Linked DNA regions of Zea mays: region 2 is linked to region 1. Evidence: chromatin contacts called from public Hi-C data. All regions are on one chromosome and are shown on one strand. The core of a region is the stretch at or near the end of the contact, and the rest is flanking DNA. Distances in the headings are between cores, read along the strand shown. Region 1 holds the start of LOC100281460 (serine/threonine-protein kinase NAK). Region 2 holds the start of LOC100284396 (Grx_C8 - glutaredoxin subgroup III).

Region 1 (3,128 bases), core at 414-2,913:
GTTTTGATGATGCAGCAAACTAAGCATGAGAACTTCCACTAGAAATTCTTTGTTTCCTTGATTACCATCCCTATTCAGCTGTTTGATAGCAACAACCTGCAGTAGATTATTCATCATTTCAGTAAAATACTAATGCAGTGTCTCATCTTGCAGTTCAGGATTTCAAGTCATTGTATGCAAATCAAATGGCAAGCAAAACTTGTTAGTCTGTTTCATGTCATTCATCCTGTGAATTAAAAATGAAGGACCTACATAACAGTCCATAGTGTCCTAATTTATCAGGCCAGTACAAGTTGGATCAGCTATAGGTGAACACATATTTTTTTGTGCCTGTGGGCATCCACCACACATGTGCAAACACTGCTTTTTCTTGAATGTCCTAGAGAGATCAATGACGCCATTGGTACGACTGAGCCACTTTTGTACTAGTCCAACAGCATGAAACAAGAAAAGTCGAGGCCCCGTTTTGACAACAAAGCTCATTACCTGGCCCATGTCAAGGCGGCCCTTGTAAACGCGCCCAAACCCTCCCTCCCCAATGAAGCATTCATCTCTAAAGTTCTTCGTTGCGGCTGCAAGCTGGCGGAAGGTGAAGGTCTGAGCAGAGATGACATTGCCACTGGCGTCCCTGAGTACTGAAAGCTCCTTCTTCGAGCCAGCATTGCCTTTAGCTCGTGTCTTGTCGGCCCCTGCACATATGCATTGTCTACATGATCATGCAGATCAAGACAGTCATACCCCAGCAACTCAGCAAGCAAGCAAATATACTAATCATAATAGAAAACATATCCCGGTCTCTAATCAACGGATTATCATCACGTTTCTGAATTTGGAGATACAAGTCGATACCTTTCCCCCCTTCTAATAATACTGTAAAAAGATCTGAAGGAAACACAGAATCGTTCCTGTCATTTCCCTCAATCACATCAACATGCACAAGAATCAGCCGCTCCATTCGTACCAACCCAACCACCGCGAAGAGACTAACACGGAGCATCAAACCTCGGCCGGATCCGGTTCCGATCCCAACAACAAACCAAGCGGAAGGATCCCAGTTCTCAGGGAGAGACGGAGACGCGCATAAACAACACGCACCTGCGGGGCCCCTCTGAGCACGCGGCGGCGCCACCACGGCCTCTTCTACCCGGCCGCCTCCACCACCAGCTGCAGCGGACGAGGACGAGGACGCGGTCGCTCGCCCACCACCGCCATTGCCTCCGCCGGGGCCCTTGGATCCGTAGTACTTGAGCTCCTCCTCGCGCGTGGAGCCGAAGCACGGGAAGCAGCCCATCGCCGGTGCCCGGGGCGAGCTACCACCAGCAATCAATAGCTCACCGCGGCGCCGCAAGACGAACCCGCATTTCCGCACCGACAAGCGGCTGCGCTCCTGGTTGACGGGGTGGGGGAGGGCGGCACGGATCAGGGAGGCCGGGGGGAGGCGAACAAGTGGGGATTGGGAGGTGGAGGAGACGTGTGGGCGGTGGCGTCGGCTGCTTTGGGCAGCAGCAGCTGCTTATAGCAGAGCAGGCACGGCAGGATGCTCGGGCTCAAGGTCCAGGCTCCATGGGGTTGGTAGGACGGAAACGGGAAAGCGTGGGACGGAAACGGGAGGTTAGGAGAGACTTCACTGTCACTTTACAAGGATTTTCTGAAAATTATTCTGCGATCTAGGTTGCCCCTTTTGAAACAAATATCTGTGTCCAACAAGCACGTGTTATGTTTTTTTGCCTGTTATTTTCCATGGTAGATAGTAAACGTTCCTTAAGTTTAGCATTACAATATTGAATCTTATCATCCATTTAATATAGACATAGAAATTAAGGATTAAAACGATTATTATTTTCGAACAGATGGAGTAACTATTTATATGTGAATTAACAGAATACTAGCAATTGCACTGATGGTTTGAGGAATAAATTGTTGAGCAGCAACATGCAAATGGAGTACAGCCCATGTCCAAATCAGATGTCGGCTCTTTCACACGCGCTACTTTTTTTTTGTCTGAGGTGGCTGCAGAGTACTACTGATTTTGTATCGACTAATTATTTTAACCGTCCAGTTGACTTGAGATATTTGGTTTCTATAGACTAATTAGTCTCTTTATTTTATTCCATTTTAGTCATAAATTGTTAAATATAAAAACTAAAATATAGTTTTGATTTTCATATTTGTTAATTTAAGACTAAAATATAATAAAATAAAGAAATTAAAATTAGTTACTAGAAACCAAACACCTCTTTATATCTGCTCACTATAATAAGTGATTCTCCCTATTTAAATATATATATATATATATATATATATTAATATCTATTGTATTCTACATGTTTAGTCTATTTTATTTTTAACTAAAAATACGCAAACAGATTTGTGTATCTGGCGTGGTGAAGACCCCTGCGACCCATTCAATATCGACTACCTATTAATCCTTCCGCATAATTAGATATTAAAAATCGGTAATCACGTAGTAGTTATATAGGAAATTGAATCTCCCATATCATCCAGTCAAACCTAGGAGATCATACGTATCGTTACATTCCTTTTCTCACTCCCATCAATCGCGCGATTGCTCTTTTGATATAAATTATTCTCATTACACCTCGCCGTTCGCCTATTGTTTCGATCGGTACTGAAGTGCATAATAAAACTCCACCCTTAATCCGCCATAATCAGAAAATAAAGGGGGCTATTTGGTTGTATACATAAAGAGCATCTCTAAGGACTCTCATTTTTTGACTCTATTTAACTCTCCATCTCCATAAAAATTACATTTTGTATGTAGCATCTAATTACCTCATTCCATACTTATAAGTTGTTGAAATATTAGGCATTTTTTAGATTAAATTCCGAATATAAATCATGATCAACAATAAATAGTCTAGGTGTCTGTTCCACAACAAATAACCTAACAGCTTACCTAAGAGCATAATCATAAAAATGCAACATACCTCTACCATAACAGATGAACTGAAGTATAAGGTCAAATCAGATGATGTGTACTGGTCAGACATACTGGTAGACGACGCGGGCCGGAAGCAGCAGGGTCAACGACGTCGAAGCAGCGGGGCCGATGACGTCGAAGCAGCAGGGCCGATGACGTTGAAGCAGCAGAGTCGACGACAAGATCG
Region 2 (2,831 bases), core at 117-2,616, 410 kb after region 1:
TATATATATATATATATATATATATATATATATATATATATATATATATATATATATATAAACGTAACGAGTAATTGAAAGAGATGCATGTCGAGTGGCAATTTAATACTCCATCCCTAAACCCTTAGACAAGTTTGATCCGCTCATCTTATTTAAAAATTTGTAAAAAAAATAAAAATTTCACAGTTATACTTAGTATATTATTCGCGAAACAGTATCATAGTAAATCTTAATAATAATTATTAGTTTTTTAATAAGACGAGTCGTTCAAACTTGTGATAAAAAAGTCAAACGAATTATATAATTTAGAACGGATGGAGTAAATTCGGATTCCGTTCTTGGCAACTGTCACACAACTCGTTTGTCCAGTGCACGCACGCATGGCTCTGATATGAAAACACAAAGACGAGGGGCCGGAACCCCAAGCCAAACTGATTAATAAGATGCATGGAAGAGAAGAACACTAAACCGATCGATCTCTTCTAGCACCGACCAAACCTAGCTAGCAGTAGCAGTAGCAGTGCACACACACTCGTACATACGCGCGTGGGCATGCAAGCACGATCTAACTAGCTAGCTCCCACACACAAGACGGAGGCAGCATCAGTAAAAAGAATCACCGACCTCTCTCTCTCACACCCACTAACACACACACAAACACACAAGCGCACGCACTCTATGATTAATAACTCACTACTTTGGGTGTATTAATTAATAAGTAACCTGCCTTACTATCAGCTAGCCCCCCGATCGAACAGCTGCAACGGCGGCAATGGCTAGTAGCTAGCGGCCGGCGATGAGATCACAGCCAGAGCGCGCCGGCGTCCTTGAGCAGCGGCACGAGGGTGCCGTTGATGTGCGCGGCCATGACGCGGTCCATGGCGCCGACCAGCCTGCCGCCGATGAACACGACGGGCACGACCGGCGCGCCCGCCGCCGAGGCTCCGGAGGCGCCGAGGAGGCAGGCCAGGGCGCGCTCCAGCTCGCGGCCCCGCGGGTCGTGGTCCAGCTCGTGCACCGTCGGGTGCACGCCCATGCCGCAGAAGAGGCGCTTCACGGCGTGGCACATGCAGCAGGTGCTCACGCTGAACACCACCACCGCGCTCTCCGACGCCAGCCGCTCCACGCGCTCCGCCGCCGTCTCCACGGCCGACGACGGTGCCACCACCGGCATGTACGACCACGCCTGCTCCGCCGCCGCCGCGCCGTACTGCATTGTCGGGGTCTCTACCTTGATGCCTATGCTACTGCTGAGTGCTGATGATGATCGAAGGGCTGCAGGTTAAGCGGAAGGGTGTGTGAGGTTTGCGAGCCCAAGGTCTAGCTAGTGCAATGCGTCGTGTTGCTTGAGGGCTGGGCTGGCAAGCGAGAAGTGAGACGAGCTGCGCGTATATATAGAGGAGCGGGGTCGGTCAGGGGCGTTCTGGTAGTTTTGTGGGCGCAAGTAGCTTTAAAGCTGAACTCAACTTGTTTACTCTAAAAATAATCCTCCCATCTCGGCCCGTCGCTTGTATGGGCTAGGTGTACTTTGGTTACTCTGAGGGCTGATCTGGTGATTAATAGGGTGTTTGGTTCGAGGAATGAGCTAGTCCATTATCTTCTCACTTCTCACTTTTTTGTTTGGTTTGTAGAATGGAATGAGTTGATCCATCACTATCTCATTCCTCATAGATAGTTAGTTAGTAGTAATATGAGGAATGAGATAATCTCACCAAATTTGAGGAATGGACCTATGACGCACCACCTCATTTTGGATTGAGTGATTCCTCAAACCAAACACCCCCTAAAGATCCCGAGAGAATTCATAGAGAGGAAATCGTTTTTTATTCAAAATTGAATTATAAGGGATTTCTCCCCATAGATCCCCTTGGAATCCTTAACCACCAAATCAGCCCTGAGTTCTCTGATCCTATCCTGCTAGTGGTATAAAGAGTAGGAGTACATGGTTATTAAAAATTCTTTTACGAAGCATTTGGATCCCTTCATTTTAGAGAAATTGGAATTTACTTAATAAAGTACCTTATTTATTTTAGAATTTAACATTCCACCACTTTCCAAAGTTTAGATATAAGCCTATCTCAAATTCATGGGATGGGGAATAGGAAATTATTTTCTGCATTAGTACAATTTGTTCTACTCTGTAACTTACATGATACTCTTTGTCGCACTCCTCCATAGTAAAAATATAGCACATAAATATCTCCGACATCTTGCTGATAATAATATATAAATATATTTTACATAAAACCGAGTTAGCTTAATTGATATATGTCTAAATTAATATTATTAGAATGGAATTCAATTTTAATGATCCAAACGGGGCGTTAAGTAAATTAGTCAGATACTCGTACATTGCACTAGGTAGACGTTATTTTAATAAACAAAAAAATATGTGTGTTCTATTGGTTAGTGGGTGTGAATGTGAAGCCAACATCTAAGGTCTGAACCCCGCTTATGTATAATTTTACTTTATTTTTGTATAAAGCGGGAAGAGTAAGGTGACGCATGACGAGTCGACGACCGAGGAACCGTGAAAACTGCTGTTTATATAGCTAGTAGAGATTAACAATACTTTGGCATGCACTAATGGGATTGACATAAATGGTTTATGAACCAAAAGTGAGTCTTAATTATAGAAATTGTTTGCCACGTTAGAATCAGAAGAAACTAATTTTATATCTAGGATCTCTTGGTCCTGGATAGTAGAATAGGACGAATGAACCTTTCAAAATATGGAACAGTGAAAATGAAAGAGAAAGGAAGATTTAAAGACAGCTAATTTTTTGCTACTGTCATATAATATTATATTCACCTTAAATGGTCTTTAGGCC

Evidence for each region. A called contact is a pair of places that touch in the nucleus more often than the background predicts.
Region 2: a Hi-C map of ear shows a contact between it and region 1, with 3 times the contacts expected there. The contact joins the promoter of LOC100284396 here to the promoter of LOC100281460 in region 1. A contact is called at or near these places in 2 of 25 Hi-C or Micro-C datasets (ear and tassel).

Annotation. Positions count from the first base shown.
Region 1 is chr2:69,032,113-69,035,240 of Zm-B73-REFERENCE-NAM-5.0, forward strand. LOC100281460 (serine/threonine-protein kinase NAK) reads right to left here and starts at 1,664. Exons shown (of 5, transcript NM_001154378.3): 1 at 1,096-1,664; 2 at 487-689; 3 at 1-96. The coding sequence starts at 1,291.
Region 2 is chr2:69,437,602-69,440,432 of Zm-B73-REFERENCE-NAM-5.0, forward strand. LOC100284396 (Grx_C8 - glutaredoxin subgroup III) reads right to left here and starts at 1,367. Exons shown (of 1, transcript NM_001157291.2): 1 at 393-1,367. The coding sequence starts at 1,216. The coding sequence ends at 803.